Linked DNA regions of Mus musculus: all the other regions are linked to region 3. Evidence: chromatin contacts called from public Hi-C and HiChIP or PLAC-seq data. All regions are on one chromosome and are shown on one strand. The core of a region is the stretch at or near the end of the contact, and the rest is flanking DNA. Distances in the headings are between cores, read along the strand shown.

Evidence for each region. A called contact is a pair of places that touch in the nucleus more often than the background predicts. HiChIP or PLAC-seq counts read pairs in DNA pulled down with a chosen protein or histone mark.
Region 1: a contact with region 3 is called in a Hi-C map of bone marrow-derived macrophages, with 41 read pairs. The contact joins two enhancer-like sites. A contact is called at or near these places in 1 of 15 datasets of contacts at CTCF or cohesin (large pre-B cells), 3 of 484 Hi-C or Micro-C datasets (Sertoli cells, bone marrow-derived macrophages and peritoneal macrophages), 10 of 115 datasets of contacts at active chromatin or transcription factors (the 230-238 cell line, VIP interneurons, bone marrow-derived dendritic cells and 3 more) and 1 of 9 other capture datasets (embryonic stem cells).
Region 2: an H3K4me3 HiChIP or PLAC-seq map of bone marrow-derived macrophages shows a contact between it and region 3, with 3 times the contacts expected there. The contact joins two enhancer-like sites. A contact is called at or near these places in 8 of 484 Hi-C or Micro-C datasets (the HPC-7 cell line, bone marrow-derived dendritic cells, bone marrow-derived macrophages and 2 more), 4 of 115 datasets of contacts at active chromatin or transcription factors (bone marrow-derived macrophages, double positive thymocytes, embryonic fibroblasts and 1 more) and 2 of 9 other capture datasets (adipose tissue and liver).
Region 4: a contact with region 3 is called in an H3K27ac HiChIP or PLAC-seq map of embryonic fibroblasts, with 5 times the contacts expected there. The contact joins two enhancer-like sites. A contact is called at or near these places in 2 of 39 promoter capture datasets (embryonic stem cells and neural stem cells), 8 of 15 datasets of contacts at CTCF or cohesin (CD8 T cells, the G1E-ER4 cell line, the NIH/3T3 cell line and 3 more), 78 of 484 Hi-C or Micro-C datasets (the 4T1 cell line, 8-cell embryo, B cells and 36 more), 29 of 115 datasets of contacts at active chromatin or transcription factors (the 3134 cell line, CD4 T cells, CD8 T cells and 18 more) and 1 of 9 other capture datasets (pancreatic islet).

Annotation. Positions count from the first base shown.
Region 1 is chr9:77,959,631-77,963,977 of GRCm38.p6, reverse strand. It overlaps Elovl5 (ELOVL family member 5, elongation of long chain fatty acids (yeast)), which reads right to left. Exons shown (of 8, transcript NM_134255.3): 3 at 2,925-3,112. It overlaps Gm34771 (a long non-coding RNA gene), which reads left to right. Exons shown (of 3, transcript XR_003948188.1): 3 at 100-775. Among named protein-coding and RNA genes, the nearest start is that of Gm34771, 6.7 kb to the left of the region's middle. Within about 2 kb of position 2,932, at least 23 of the 459 cell types and tissues checked have an H3K27ac peak or open chromatin away from gene starts, as enhancers often do. A contact at or near this core is called in bone marrow-derived macrophages, where this site is marked.
Region 2 is chr9:78,072,642-78,076,481 of GRCm38.p6, reverse strand. No RefSeq gene overlaps it. Among named protein-coding and RNA genes, the nearest start is that of Gcm1, 23 kb to the right of the region's middle. Within about 2 kb of position 2,576, at least 27 of the 459 cell types and tissues checked have an H3K27ac peak or open chromatin away from gene starts, as enhancers often do. A contact at or near this core is called in bone marrow-derived macrophages, where this site is marked.
Region 3 is chr9:77,824,351-77,828,296 of GRCm38.p6, reverse strand. All of the region lies in intron 1 of Gm34654 (a long non-coding RNA gene), which reads left to right. Among named protein-coding and RNA genes, the nearest start is that of Gm34654, 26 kb to the left of the region's middle. Within about 2 kb of position 2,481, at least 162 of the 459 cell types and tissues checked have an H3K27ac peak or open chromatin away from gene starts, as enhancers often do. A contact at or near this core is called in the MC38 cell line, the NIH/3T3 cell line, bone marrow-derived macrophages and 7 more, where this site is marked.
Region 4 is chr9:78,020,831-78,025,095 of GRCm38.p6, reverse strand. No RefSeq gene overlaps it. Among named protein-coding and RNA genes, the nearest start is that of Gm23609, 8.9 kb to the right of the region's middle. Within about 2 kb of position 2,330, at least 175 of the 459 cell types and tissues checked have an H3K27ac peak or open chromatin away from gene starts, as enhancers often do. A contact at or near this core is called in the MC38 cell line, the NIH/3T3 cell line, bone marrow-derived macrophages and 7 more, where this site is marked.

The sequences.
Region 1 (4,347 bases), core at 1,683-4,182, 140 kb before region 3:
TGTTCCCCTGTGGTGGTCAGAAGGGCTTGCTTCACTCTGGAGTCAGAGAAAGGAAGGCCATGACTCCTCCGACCTTCTCCTGCCCTATTTCTATTTCAGGTCAGGGATGGATGCTGCCACCCAGAAGGACCTCTCTGTGAACAAACCCTAAAGTATGCCTCATCAATGCCCCAGAACCCAGGGCCTCGGTGCTTCCTAATTCAATCAAGCAAACTGATGATCAGAATTCATCATCGCGGGCTCCTCACCAAGACAGACAGATATTTGGACAGACAGCGTCAGTAGTCAGGTGACACGCTCTCTGAGGGTGTAGCTTCCTGAGCTTCTGTCAGAGCAGCCGGAGTCACTAAGGGCTAACACCTAACTAAGTCACAGTACCTACATCAACAAGGGAAGCCTCACACACCCGATACTGTCAAACTAATGCATCTCACATCTCAAATACACTGAAAACCCAGGATTGCCTGGCCTTTGCCGGGAGATAAACCTAAGGTCAATGAGGTATCTACACACACAGCCTCCTTTCCCTACCTAAGGCACCAACTATAAATATACCTGTACTCCCGTTACATTTTGGCCTTGTGTCATTTTCAGAATTGCTTCAGTTGTTTTTACCCCGCTCCCTTCCTGCCTCTGCGGCTCCCCTCCTTTCCTGGTCCCCCTCGTTTAAGAAGACTTCTGTGTTTCCTTTTTGTGGCCATTACTTTTCCTTGTATTGATTCAGAACATGTCAAGGCATATCTGTAGTTAATAAACCAAAATACCAATGACTATATATTTGCTTAAAAGAAACAATTCCTTACAGCCTCGGAAGCAGGAAGGTAACTAGAGACTGGCGTGCGTGACACTGCACCCCAAGGGCCTCACAACCTCCTCAGCGTAGCCGGTAAGGCTTCATGGCTGCCCTACTGTGTCTTCTTAGTTCACAGAATACAAATGCTAGTTCTAGAAAAAGGAACTGAAATGAAGTCCCAGACTTGACAAGGACACACTACAGTCACTACTATAGTGTGGTGGACCCTTTTAGTCCATGGAAGGACAGAACCAATGTTGTGTATGGTGACCGTGCTGAAGGGCTTGGGGCTGCTCCCGCAGCAGGAGCGATCCGAATGCTGGTGTGTTGCCCTTTATGTCCTGCAAGCTTAAGGGTCATGGGTGGGATTTCCTCTGTATACCTGAAAGTACTCATCTGGGCCATACTGCTAGAAAGAAATCTATGCTTTCAATACAGGCTGCCTGGAAGTCCCTAAATCAGATGCACAAACTGCCAGTTTATACAGCAATTTTCTTCTCGTGACTTCGGAGATATCTATATACAAAGTTAAATGACACTATAACTATCTCATCTGGGCTTGTGAAACATGCAACACTGAAGGCACACACTGAGGCTCTCCAAAAGTCAATCAACTTAAATGAACTGTTTCTAGAATATACTATGTACAATATTAAAGTCTATAAGCTCTACATAAGCTTCGTTAAAGAAATGGTATTATCACTGTTCCATTAGTGAGAGAAAAGTTCGCTCTGGAACCCGACGGCTGCTGCAGTCTGTCCCTGGAGCAGGAGAGCAGCTCCCAGCACTGGGCCAGGTGTCATGCACACACTCGGCTCCTGCCTCCAGGCCTGCACTCTCCATCTTAGAGCAGAGAGGGCCTTCATTCTAGAGAGGAACAGAAAAAAAAAAAAAAAAAAAAGAAAGAAAAGAAAAGAAAAACAAAACAAAACAACAACAAAACAGAAAACAAAAAAGAAAAATAAAAAAATAGGAAACCAAACTGGTTGTAAGCACTTCTCTAAGAGTTAAACATAAAAGCGATGGCAGAGCTGTTCTCACAGGCGAGCATCTCTACCCAGGGAGAGGGTACGGGCAGGACCGGACGAGCACATCCTTCTGCTGGAGGGGATCCTCCAGTGGTCATGGCAATTTCTACTAGCTCCCATCCCTGAGCAGTATGAGCCTGGAAGCCACCACGACAGGCCCCTCCTCCCCTCCCCTATTCTTTTCTCTACCACCTCCCCGGAGAACTGAAGCTGCCGGAACACCTAAGAATATCGGAATACGTCCATTTTGTGGGTAGATCGGAATTCTCTGTATGGAGGGGATTTAGCAAAAGGCTAATGTGAGCCTGGAAAATAGAGTCCTTCCAAGAGACACAGATGAACCATGCTGACCAATGAGGGACAACATTCCCTGTCTTCCTGGCTTTACGGACTGTATCATTATCCCTTGCAAAATAGGGAGGAGAACTGAAGTGTTGACTCTGATTATTTGCCTTTTAGCCAAAACATTCTAGCCACGTGAAAGAATGACTGGGCCCAAACTCACACACACCCATCTAAGATTCCAAATGAGGATCTTACCACTCACGTGACCTAGCTTCTAAAATCAGCTTATACACAACACAGTGTCCCACACAAGAGTGCCATGCGCAATGAATATGGACAGCGACACTTTAAAAACAGAACTTGTGAGATCTGACAAGTTACCAGATCAAAACAAAAGCTGAATTGCCACAGAATTTCCCACTGTCCCACCCACTTCCTCCTCCACACGAGAAGCAAGCATTTATTAATAATAAAATGTACCCAGATCCGCTCTTCAACCTTCCTTTGTTTTCCAGCCTATCTGTTACGCGAATAAGAATGTTTTTGAAGCTATTTAGCTTAGTTCTCAGTGTGCCACACAAAACACGAGCGACAAAAACTCAGCAACCAAAGCTTCTCCTTTGAGGTATTCCAGGGGACATCTGTACAGACATCTGGTTTATAAAGATCCACTTCAAAACCTACTTAAAATGCATTAACGGACTCGCTGTCCCTCTTTCTCCCGAGTGAAACAGATGCCTTTCTTCACGTAGGGACACACCTCAGGCGGCCACAGCAGCACAGCTCCGTGGAAGGAAGCCCTAGAGCCACTGACCTACCTCATAGAACATGTAGAGAGACAGCAGGGTGAGTCCAAGGTTATACAACTGCAGGATGCCTCGGCAAGAGAACGGCTGCCGGTTCTTCATGTATTTTGGTCCCAGCCATACAATGAGTAAGTAAATAACAGAACAGACAAACGTAGGGATGTAATTGTCCAGGAGGAACCATCCTTTGACTCTTGTATCTGAAAACCAACAGAAGGAAAACATTTAGTCGTCAACACATAAGGGAGACCACTTCCAAAGCCACCTGACACTCATGTTGCCTTTAGTCTGGGCAATACAATAAAAGCAAACCACATACAAATATACATCAAATAAAGCAAAGCTCTTTTGATACAGGTTTAGAATAATTTATTACTTGTGTTTACGCTAAGTAAAATAATATAAACATGCTTTCAAAGAATCTGAAAGAAAATAGAAAGTCAAACTACCCACTAAGTTTATTATGCTTACTGAATTAATGTGGAATTGGAAAACTTAAGAGATGGTAGTTTGCATTCAAAAGCCTTCCAGCTCAGTGAGTGCCCGGCACGTGCAGGCACAAGCAGTGTGCCCTTCAGCCAGGTGAGGGACACTGGGTCTGACTGGGGAGCCAGCAATAGAGGCCAGTGAGTAAAAAGAATGGACCACTATTGGCTCGGCCATGATCAGACTCGGGACTATGCAAGGCAGTGGTCCTCAACCTTCCCAGTGCTTCGACCTTTTAATACAATTCCTCATGTTGTGGTGACCCCCTACCATAAAATAATTTTCATTGCTACTTCATATCTGTAATTTTGCTATTGTTATGAATTGTAAGTATCTGATAATGCAGGATATCTAATATATGACCCCTGTGAAAAAGTCATTTGGTCCCAAAGGGTCCTGACCCACAGGCTGAGAACCCCTGAGCTCATGTTTTTAGGGTAGAGACCCACCCTGACTCAGAGGACACCCCACTCTTACCCCGTCTCCTAGGCAGGACAAAGAAAGGGAAGAAACCCAAGCGCATGCTAGAAGCAGCCTCCAGCCACTGCTCTACTGGACGGCCTCGCTCTCGCCCTCATCTCCTCCCCTGGCCTCGCAGGGAAGAGGAACACGCTCCCTTTGGGGAACTACATGCCAGTCTTCCTTCTATGCAGACACTTGACCCCGTCCAGCCAGTCCGCCGCACCTTGCTTTCACTTGTTTCAGTCAGAGCTGCTGCCTCTACTCCCCACGCCACCAGTTATGATACAGTAGTGGCGGATGGCAATGTTGGTCCTTCAGGGAAGTGGCTGGCCCCAGAGACCACAAGGAAGGGGCCCCTAACACCTTTTGATCTCAGCTCTGGGCCTTAGCAGTATATGCTGAGAAAGTAACGTTTTCACTTACCAGCTAGCGAAGCTAAGTATTTACCTATAAAATTTCCATATCCTTTACTTAAAGGTTCAGCTCA
Region 2 (3,840 bases), core at 1,327-3,826, 250 kb before region 3:
TTGCCAGGAAGCCTGACGGCTGACTTTGGTTCCCAGAACCTACATGGTGGAAGGAGAAGACTGACCCCTGCAAGTTATCATCGGAGCTCCCCAAGTACTTGACGGCATCAACATGCACACATATGACTCTGCATAAACAAGTAAATAAATTGTAAAATAAATAAATATTGGGGAAAATCACATTGAAATGATGCTGGAGACGATGATGGCAGTAAGTCAAGGAAAAATCTCAGTGGAAAGTCTTTGTTGACCCAACATCCATCGTTTTACATCAAAAGATGCCTGACCTTGGGGCCTTGGAAAAACATGAGCAGGTCAAACTCAAAAGCATCAGGTGCAAGAATAACTAAGACAGGGAAGAAATGAAGAAATAGAAACAATAAGACAACCACAAAGCCAATGAAATAAAATTGGTTCATGGAGCGATAAACAAGACTGATAAAACTCAGCCAAACCAGGGCTGGAGAGATGACTCAGCGGTTAAGAGCACTGATTGCTCTTCCAGAGGTCCTGAGTTCAATCCCCAGCAACCACATGGTAGCTCACAACCATCTGTAATGGGATCCAAGGCACTCTTCTGGCGTGTCCAAAGATGGCTACAGTATACTCACATGCATGAAATAAATAGAAAAATGTTTAAAAAAAACAAACAAACAAATCTCAGCCAAACTGATCAAAAGAGAGAAGATCCAAATAAATAAATTTAGACTTTAAAAGATAGGAATTACAACAATAAAAATGAAGTTCATATAATCATGAGGAGGATATACCTTAAAACTTATCGTCCACTAAGCCAGGAGATTGGTGACTTTCTCGGTGCATATAATCTACTAAAGTTAAACCAGGATGAGATAAAAAAAAAATTAAACAAACATCAAAATTGAAGCAAAATAAATCCAAGTCTAGGTGGATTCACTATAATCCTCGAAGAAGAATTAACCCTGACCCTCCTCACACCTATCCATAAAATAGAAAAAGAAGGAACACCTCCAAATGTATTTTGCAAAGCTGGCATTACCATGAAAAACCAGAGGCATGATCTGTAACTGACCACGCCTGTGGTGGCGGACACAGGAGAGCAGGGATTCTGGGAGGGTGATAATGATTAATAATAATAATAATATAATGATAGCAACAACAACAATAATCTCCAAGGAATTAAAAGTCAGTCTTGTTGGTTCTTAAAGGAAGTGACATCTTCAGTAAGTGTAGAAAATTGCCCAGATCTCTATGACAGACTTTACTTCAGAATAATAAATAAATAAATAAATAAATAAATAAATAAATAAGAAGGGCCCAGACTTTCCTCCCTAATGAAGCCTAATGAAAACCTGCTTGTACTAACCTATTCTTTCCCATTCAGAAGCTTATCACAGTAGATCTTAATTGTTTGATTAATTAGAGTCAGAAGTGAAATTGTGCCAGGCACAGTAGGAAGAGATTAAGTAGATGGTGGAGTGGTGGAACAGAAGGAAGAGCGAATAGGAGGTGGAGAAACAGAAGACGAGGAAAAAGAGCTGAGTAGTTTATGTGCTGTGAAGAGAGACAGAATTGGAAACAACAGCAGAATATCAGAAGAGTCCAGGTGGGAATCCAGTATTGATATAGCATACTAGAAGCCAGGGGCCTCGAAACAGACCAATGACTCATTGCAATGAACATTTGCAAGTAAAGATGTGTGGACAAAAGGGAATACCGTGTGACATACTGTGACACACTACAGCTTCCACAAGATTTTTTTTTCTTTTGTGGGGGAGGTTACAAGGGCAGAAGGCAGACGTGATGATGGGACAGGAAAATGAGTAGGATTGGGGTTCATGATGTGAAATTCACAAATAATCAATAAAACATTAAAAAAGATTTATCCACAGGCCTTTGTTAAGACCTAATTAGGTATACCTTTTAAATTATAGGTTTTTTTTTAAAGATTTATTTATTTATTTATTATATGTAAGTACACTGTAGCTGTCTTTAGACACACCAGAAGAGGGTGTCAGATCTCATTACGGATGGTTGTGAGCCACCATGTGGTTTCTGGGATTTGAACTCAGGACCTTCGGAAGAGCAGTCAGTGCTCTTAACCGCTGAGCCATCTCTCCAGTCCTTAAATTATGTTTCTAAAATGAAAAATAATTAAATCACTTTCCATTTCCCTTTCCTCTCTTCAACACCTCCCTCCACTGCGCCTTTACTCTCCATTTGGTAGCCTCTTTCTCTTTGACTATTATTGTTACATACATATCTTTGTGGTGTGTGTGTGTGTGTGTGTGTGTGTGTGCGCGCGCGCGCGGTTGAACAGCCTGTTGATCCTGGAAACAAGCCTCCACAGCTGATTCATCACAAAGCCGACCACTGCCTGCACTCAGCCCCTTCTGCAAACAGAGCTGAGAAAATTGGACACACACCCGCAGAAGACAAAAACCTAACCCTTGCCTCTCATCCTTGCAAAATTTAAGCCTAAAAGTAAGGATTCAAACTCTGAAATTTCTAGAAGGAAGTGCTGGGGGAGATTCTTCAAGATAGTCCTACGTTCAGTGACTTCCTGGGTGAAACCCGCAAAAGCCCAGGAAACAGAAGCGTAAAAATGACAGTATTAAATGAAACCAAAAAGCTCTGAATGGCCCAGAAAACAGGAGTGATGGTGTGATCTTCACACCAGGAGGAAATGGTTGCAGGCTATTCGTTTGACAGGGAGTTAATATACAGAAAATGCACAGCACTCAAAAAAAATGTTAAAAATAAGCAAGTGATCTATAATGTTTAAAAGAGGAAATCAGCTGGGTGGTGGTGGCCTACGCCTTTAATCCTAGCACTTGGGAAGCAGAGGCAGGTGGATTTCTGAGTTTGAGGCCAGCCTGGTCTACAAAGTGAGTTCCAGGACTGCACAGAGAAACCCTGTCTTGAAAAACAACAACAATAACAAAAAAAAAAAAAAAACCAAACCAAAAAAAAAAAAAAAGAGGAAATCAAGGGGCTGGAGAGATGGCTCAGTGGTTAAGAGCTGTCTGCTCTCCCAGAGGGCTCAGTTCAATTCCCAAGGCCCACAAGGCAGCTCACAACTCTCTGTAAGTCCACTTCCAGAGCATCTGACACCCTCACACAGACATACTCGTGTGTAAAACACCAATGCGCATTTAAAAACAAGCAAACCAACCCTGTAACAAAAGAAGAAATAGAAATGGCCTAAAATATATGAATTTTCTCACTATGAATATGCATCGCAGAAGTGCAGTGAGATACCACCTCGCATCAGTTTGAAAGGCTGTCTTCAGAGTCCGTCATGGGGACATTTATCTGTAATCCTCAGTTTAGGAGGCTGAGATAGGAGGTTCACAAGTTTGAGGCCAGCCTGGGCTCTCTAGTGAGACACTGTTTAAAATCAACTAATCCCATCATTAAATGCAAAAGGAGATGGGGGAAAGGAACTCAAGATGAACTGCTGACTGCAAGTAAGTACAGCACAAGAGAGAGCAATACGCAAGCTCCTCACGGTTCTGGCTACATTCTGTCGCTGGGATAAAACGCTGACTGAGGGCAACTAAAAGGAGGAGAGCATCTGTCTCATCTGTCACTTTCAGGTCACAGTCCATCTCTGGGAGAAGTCAGGGCCAGAAATCAAAGGCCGAACCCAATAGCAAGACTGATTGCTATCCTAGGGTACATTACCTCTGACTGGGGAACTCACAGCCAAGGCAGTACATCAGAAACCATGGAGGAAGGGTCCCTGTGGCTCCCTCACATGCTTAACTAGGTTTCTTACGCAACCCAGGCAGGATGACCTGTCTGGGGAATGGTACTGCTCACAGTGGGCTGAGACCTCCTACATCAATTGACAATCAA
Region 3 (3,946 bases), core at 1,232-3,731:
TTTTCTGGAGAACCTGTATGGTTTTGTGCTTTCCCACAGACAGTGAGTCAGAGCTCTTCTTGTTCGCCATTGTTGTTGGTGCTGCTTGTTGTTAATGTTTTGGCTTTTAACTGCTCTGACAGGTGAGTGGTGTCTCCCTGTTATTCTAATGAGTAACTCTCTAGTGCCTAAGATGCCCAGAGCCCTTCAGTCAGTGCAGCTTTGCTGAGGCTTCTGTTCAATCTTCTGCCCATCTTTTAATTGAATTATTATTATTGTTTTCAAGACAGGGTTTCTTTATGTAGCCTTGGCTGGCCCAGAACTTGCTTTGTAGACTAGGATGGCCTCAAAGTCACAGAGATCCACCTGCTTGTGCCAACCAGGGTTTGGTTGAATTGTTTTCTTTCGACACTGAACTGCACAGTTTGTAAGATGTTGTGTATACACTTCATTAGGTACCCATTTTGCCATGATCTGCCCTTGGTCCTGCAGTATTGCTTGTAGAGTACTTTTTTCCTAGTGTGTGTATATGTACACAGCATGTGTGGGGTGTGTGTGTATGTGATCACATGTGAGGTCATGGGCATGAAGGCCAGAGGCGGATGTCTTCCTTAACTGTTCTTCACTTGACTTTGTAGAGGGAGGGTTTAATAGTGAACCAAGAGCTATGTGTTTGGCTCGTTGGCAAGCTGGCCCAGGACACCCTGTCTTTGTCTTCAGAACTCTGGAATCCTGGTGGCTATCATACCAGCCTGGTTTCTATGTGCATTCTGGGGACCAAACTCTAGACGTTATGGTGGGCAAGTGTTTATGTACTGACCCCACCACCTACCAGCCATGTAGAGCACTGGATTTATTTTTGAAGATTAAAAAGAAATTATTATTATTATTATTATTATTATTATTATTATTATTATTATTAGTGTGTGTGTATGTGTGTGTGTATACATACCAGAGCCTTGTAGAGCTTTTTTAAAAATTTAAATCTAGTTTATTGGGCTGACCGAATGGCTCAATTTCCAGGCAAACCCACTGAATTGAGTTTGATCACAGGAACCCTCATGGTGGAAGGAAGGAGAGAACTGAACTGATGTCCATAAGCTGGCTCTGACACCCACATGTGGGTGAGGACACACACACACACACACACACACACACACACACACACACACACGAACACACACACAGTAAAATAACAACAATAGTAACAACAACAACAGCCAAATCGATGACACATCTCTGCAGTTCCAGCACTCCAGACGGGTGGCAGGAACACTAGCTTGGACAACATACAACAGCACAAACAGACCTTGCTTAGAGAAGATGGGAGGTGAGAACCAAATTCCACAAGTTGTTTTCTGATTCCACACATGCTTTTGTCACACACAAACACACACTGCCACCACCATCACCACCACCCATCAAAATAATCCAGTTTATCAGTGTTTTTCTTATACCATACTTGTGATGCTGTGTTTAATAAAGTTCATTATAAAACCTAATGTTACCTTGAGTTCTCCAGACGTATTTAGAGAAATACATTATAGGTTTGACTTACAGTACCACAAAAATAGTCATTTAGGTAAAAATCGATTTATTTAGATTTAGCGGCTGCATTACCCTTCCGAAATCTCATGGTTTCCTGTTGTAAGTCTGTCACCTGCTTGCTTGGACTTTCTCCATTCCCCTCACTGCTCCTGGCTCCTGCTCTCCTGAGTCTGAGCCTGCTTCAGATCATTTATTATTTTGCCTGAATTTGTATTCTTGATATTTCCTACGCCCATCTAAAAATATTGGCCATAGGGATTCTATGCTACCCAGTCACCCGGCCACTCTGAGGTCTCATAAACAGGGCAGCTGTTTCCCCAGCCCTGCCCCTCCCCCAGAGCACCCCAGGGCTCACACAGCTATGAATGTGTGTCAACAAGCCTGCCCCTAAAAAGACCGAGAGGAGATGGTGCTTTGGTTTCCACCGAATGCCAGTGTCTCCTTACAAAGGATGTGCTGGTAAGAGGTCACAACTGAGGGGGACAGGCCACAGCTTAGGGATGTGTGCTCAGACTCCCACTAACTTCCTATGACTCGGTTTCTCACTGATCGGGTTTTTGGTTTGTTTGGGTTTGTTTGTTTGTTTGTTTGTTTGTTTTTTATGTGTTTGTGATTTGAAACAAAAGCAAGCGGCTTAGTCAGAGGAAGAATGTCAATTTTTTTTTTACTCTGTCTAAAGCAAAGAATACATGTGTTAAACTGAACTTCCTCTCCCCTAGAGAAACATATTCAAAACAAAATGTTCCAGTGTTATTAGTAGTGAGATCTAACAGCGTAGTGTTTCTGTGACAACCATAATTTCAACTTGGTGGGAAGCAACTCATGCCTTTCAAATCATTTCATGTAAATCATGAATCAGGAAAGTATTTTGTATTCTGACCTGGAAGTTATCCCCCTAGAGACTTCCTTCTTCTCTTACCTCAGCCTTGCATGCAAATACCACTTTGCTAATAGACTGCCCTAGCACTGTTAGGCTCCGCCTTCGGTGGAACTTGGCCACTGTCACTTCAATCTATTAGTAAGACAGATGGTTTTGATTGTTTCCAACAATGTGAAACTTTCAGTAAAAGCGTGTGGTTGGTTTTCAGATATACATTTTAGAGTTATTGTGGGTGGTAGACCGTTAGACCATCTAGTAAATGTTGAAAGGACTCCAGCAGTCTGTACAGAGGGAAGATCCAACAGCCAGTTCTCAGAGGAGCAGGATCCTCTAACTGCACTTTCCAGCTGTGAGGCTGTGCACAGCTGGGGGTGGGGGTGGGGCCCGCCTTGAGGGCCTGAGACTCCCGCACCGGCTCTCTCCTGATGAGTAATGATTCTACCCTCTCCTAACCACACTTCCAGTTAGTCTCCTTGCTGGACAGGAAGTCCAGCTCTGGTAACAGCCATTAAAAGTCTCTTAATGCTTTGCCAGGTTTTTGTTGTTATTGTTGTTGTTTGTTTTGTTTTACAGACAGGCTCTTTGCATTTACAGGATGGTTTCTGGTTTTGTGTTTTTGTGGGATTTCTGTGTGTGCAAATGTGTGTGCCTCTATGACTACACGCATTTCTTGAGTTTTTCCTTTGCCTTTTTTTCTTCCTCTGTTTGTTCTATCTCATTCTAGTTTGTTCATTTTTGTTTTATTTAATTTAATTTTATTATGATTATTATAACATTTTTAGATGTCTGTTTGTAGTTTAACAAGACAGAGAAAGAAAGGGTGTGGATTTGTGTTAGAATATATTGTATTTTAAAAATCTATTTTAAATTAAAATTTTTTATTTTTATTTTATTTTTTAATTAAAGTGTTTAATTAAATTAAAATTTTCAAAAAGTGCCCATAGGTTAAAAATACTTCCAGATTTTTTGATCTCTCTCTCTCTGAAGCATAAGAAAGCTGAGAAAAACGTGCTGTCTGTTTAAGTAGGGCTTACTGGCTAGCTCAGACTGCTGTGCCCACTGGCTTCATTGACTTACATGGCCTCAAGTGCAATTAAGAAGGGGAATCCCACATATAGTAAGAATCACTAATAGTTCAGGTTATAATAGGATATTCTTATTTGCTATAGGAAGACGAAGAATTAAGAGACTAGAAACAGTTCAATTTTGAAAAGAAATGTGTGTGCTATTATACAAAATTATTATTATTTCTACTTGATGACGTTCTCAGGCAGGAAAATATGGGAAAAGGCCAGCAAGTGTAGAAATATCATTTGCATGAGATTTCAGTTCAGATTTTTGTATGTCCACACAGCTCTTCTTTTTGTACACACACCTTTGTGCACAGGTTTTCTGGTCCATGAGGGAAGCTCGTTCTGACCTGATCTGAGTGCAGCTTTAGATTCTGAGGTGACATGGGATGTGCCATGAATTTTCCAATTCTTGAAGCTTTCTTCCATGGTCTCCAGAGCCATGATTAGACCTCCTTGCTTAGCACAC
Region 4 (4,265 bases), core at 1,081-3,580, 200 kb before region 3:
CAGACTGCATCTTCAGCCACCCTGATGCAGTCCAGGAGACTAACAGTTGCCTGCTGTACACCGGACCCTCCAGCAGACGGCAGTATTAAACCAGGATTAAAAGATGATGATAAGGTATGCCTGAGGGGCAGAGCCCTCACCTGCCACTGACTAGGTCAGAAGGCTCCTCCTCACCCACATAAAAAGAAACAAAGAGATGAAACTAAATGCCGTTTTACTTGTGGCAAATAGTTTTCCATTCTCTGAGGTCATATAAGTTCCTTTTCCAGGGGAGAAGAGAATGGTGAGTTTCACATGCTTTCTCTCATATGCTGAATCTAGATTTATACACACATACACACGCAAGCACATACACACACACATGCACAAACACACGACATGTTCACTCTCACACATACTTCCACACACATGACACATTCATTCATGTAAACATTCACACTTTCCCTTACACAAACACACATACAAAATGGACACACACACACACACACACACACACACACACGGCAATTTTGGAGAAAGAAGGAAGCTGAAGGGGTGCAGATAGTAAGTCAACTAAGAGCAAAGTAAGGACATATGTGCATAATGATGTCATGGTGTGCATAATGATGTCATCAGGAAACCCATACATTTTTGCTTTGCTTTTTTAAAAAAGATGTCCCTAAAGCCAGGCACAGTGTCACATGACTGTAATCTCAGCACTGGGGAGGCAGAAGAATTGTGGTTTCGATGCCAGCCTGGACTACATAGCAAAACTCTATCTAAAAACCAAAAACCAAAAACAAACCCTCACTAATACAAGAGAAATGAGATGGATTTTTGTTTTGGTTTTTGGTTTTTGGTTTTTTGAGACAGGGTTTCTCTGTATAGCCCTGGCTGTCCTGGAACTCACTCTGTAGACCAGGCTGGCCTTGAACTCAGATATCCGCCTGCCTCTGCCTCCCAAGTGCTGGGATTAAAGACGTGTGCCACCACGCCCGGCTGAGATGGATTTTTAATATCATAAGCTCAAGTCAAGCTTTCTGAGTAGTGTAATCGCTAACACAATGCTTTTGCCTGCAGGCCTTGTCACCATGTTTGAAACTCCTGCCTCCTGAGAGTGCAGAGGAGGGAGTGAGTGAGTGGGCTGAAGGACAAGGAAGAAAAAGGAGGCAGGGGTCTGGGTAACACAGCTTGTGCACCCACAGAAGCTGCGGGAGCAGAGGTGAGGGGGCCGGAGGCTGAGGCACAGGTCCGAGTCTTAAATTAGTTAGTGAGTTGCGTCACTGGCTCTGAACCTGACCACCATCTTATCATAGAAAGCACCCCAAGAGGCCACCTTGCTCACAACCAAAACAGTCCCCGTTAGCCTCTACCCCAGACCTATGGTGGCCTTACCGCTTCTGATCTCCCTTGTAGTCAAATAAATTATCTCATTTGCTGTCTTTTCTGAAGAATTTTCAAAAAAAAAAAAAACCCACTAACAATGCATTCATTAGTTGTCTGAACCACATTTCAATTATCTCCCAATCATGTGCAGCTAATGTCTATGGCCTTGGTAAATGGAAACATGTTAACACAGAGAACTTGTGAATGAAAAACAGCCTGTCGCGGTGGGAAACATGGTGAGATGGCTTGCTGACAGCGGTGCTTGCTACCAAGGCTGCCACTCTGAGTTTGATTCCCCGAGTCCTACACGTGGAAGGAAGGAGTCAACTAGTGCAAATTGTCTTTTGACCTTTATATGTATACCTACACATGAATAAAAGTTTTTAATGTTAATGGGATTTTTAAAAAAATGTTTTGATAACAGTGAGTGGTGCTCTGGATGGTCTAAACACCCGTGACAGTCCTCAAGGGGTAAGGTGGACATCGGCTCCTAACGTGCACATACGTTCCAGGGTGTGTAACCGCAACCTAGAATGAGGAGGGGAAGTTGAAAAGAACAGAAAACCCTTACTGAGCAGGTAATCTGGACGTGATTTATCGTGGGAGGGAACAACATTGGCGAGTGATGGTTTGGGCAATTAGGAGAAGCTGTAATAGAAAGATTAGCTAAGGGCTGGAGAGATGGCTCAGTGGGTAAGAGTACCCGATTGGTCTTCCGAAGGTCCAGAGTTCAAATCCCAGCAACCACATGGTGGCTCACAACCATCCGTAACAAGATCTGACTCCCTCTTCTGGTGTGTCTGAAGACAGCTACAGTGTATTTACATATAATAATAAATAAATCTTAAAAAAAAAAGAAAGATTACCTAAGGTCCAAGTTAATAAGTCAACTATCCTTTGAATGTCATAGCCATGGCTGGCTGGCGTAAACTCCTGAAAGGGTCACTTTCATTTCCAGATGCCCTGACCTGGACCATCTCTGATCTGGCACACTGGGGACTCATCAGGATATCCAGTGATGTGGTGGGGGTAGAGGGGGCAAGGAGCTGTCAGAAGTTTTCAGAACAGCCCTAGGGCAGAAAAGCTAATCACACCAGGTCGAACATAAAGTTGTAAAGAGAAATAAAAGCATTCTTGATCCTACAGACTGGACTTTGTCTCCCACCCCACCCCATTAGCCAAATGTAAACCTTATTACATCAGAGCGGTCCTCAACCTTATCTGTGGTTTCAGTTCCCTGCTTAAATATGCTCTGAAATTGTTCAGTGGAAAGTTCTGAGCATAACCGATGCCTGTGCTGGAAACTACATTTTATTCTGAGCAGTATGATGAAATCTGTGTCCTGCCCTGCCCTGCATGGGGTATGAATCACTCCTGCTTCCTGTACACCCGGCTGTGTACACTCTGTGCCCATCAGTCAGCTGGCAGCACCGCCACAGCATCACGGTGCCTCTGTCTGGGTCTGGTGTCCACCTCAGCTTCAAGCATCCACTGAGGCCTTAGAGCCTACCCCTGGAGGAGAGTGGTCGGCAGACAGGAGCCCCAGACCTTTAGACAGCAAAATAACTTAGAGTCAGCCTGCAAGTCGATTCAGTGAGCTGTCACAGGTCCTCCGGACACTGTAACAGATGATATCTCTGGATCTTAATGGGCCAGCCAGGAGGGTCGAGGAGGCAGAAGCACAAAGCCAAAGAGTTTGAGAGACAGAAAGAGGCCACTGCAGCTGGAACATGGGAGATTGGCTCTTAATTTTCCCTTCATGCTTGAGTCTCAGCCAAATATCAGCGGGAGAAGACTCCCCCACCACAGAAGCCAAGCACCCCCACCTCCAGCAAGCCACTTTCCTTCACGGTCTGTCTTCACAGCTCACAATACCTAAGGAGGTTCTAGTGTGTGTGTTCATGGAAAGCGCATCCATCCGCCACCGATGGTCTAGGCCAGGAAGGTAGAGTCCAGAGCTTGCTAAAGGTTTGGATGTTACCTAAGATCCATGGAGGCTGCTGACAGGGAAGTGACTGGTTATTCTCGTTAGGATAGAATACAAGAAACTCTGGAGTTTATGGGCCAAGAGGCTTATTTAACACATAGTTCGGGAGGGTGGAAATCCCAGGCTGGTCAGCCACACGTGGCAAGAGCCTCATGTTCTGTTTTAATAGGTGGAAAAACAAGACCCGTGATATAGAGGACAAAGAACGAGGGTCAGCCTGACCTTACAACAACCTGCTGTCATGGTAACTGACTGGCCCAACAGAGGCATTCATTCCCGCATGGGGAGTGGGATGCCAGAGGAGGCTTTTCTTCCTTCGGACTGTTTGCCTGAGCTGTGGGGTGGTCGGGTTGGGGTGTGGAGAGCAGGAGAGAAGGCAGAGCCTGCAGCTGGGAGCAATTGCACTGAGGCGGAACGAAATTCCCTGTATAAGGAAGAAACCACAAGCTTATCTCTTTGGCAAGAAAAGCCTGAGAGATTTCTGCCACACTCGAGGATCAGACTGCTCCTCTCTGAAAATGTGAGGTCACTGGCTTAGACCTGGAGACCAAAGAAGCCCCCAGACAAGGCTGTGGATTTCAGCAGCTGAGCAGCTATGGGGAGAGAGATAGGCCTGAAGGACTTGTGGAAAAGGTGACCCAGCCTGCAGAAGAGTCTACGCAGACCTAAGTTGCTGACAAATGACCTCATCTTGCCAGAGTAGAAGAGTTTGTTTATTTTAATTTTATTTGTAAAATAAATAATAAAGAGTTTTTGCCTGCATGTATGTCTGTGTACCACTTATATGTCCGAGGAGTCACTGAATTCTCTGGAACTGAAGTTTTAAACAGTTGTGAGCCACCATGTGACTTCTGGGAATCAAATCTGGGTCTTCTTGCAAGAGCAGTCAGTGCTTTTAAATGCTGAACTATCT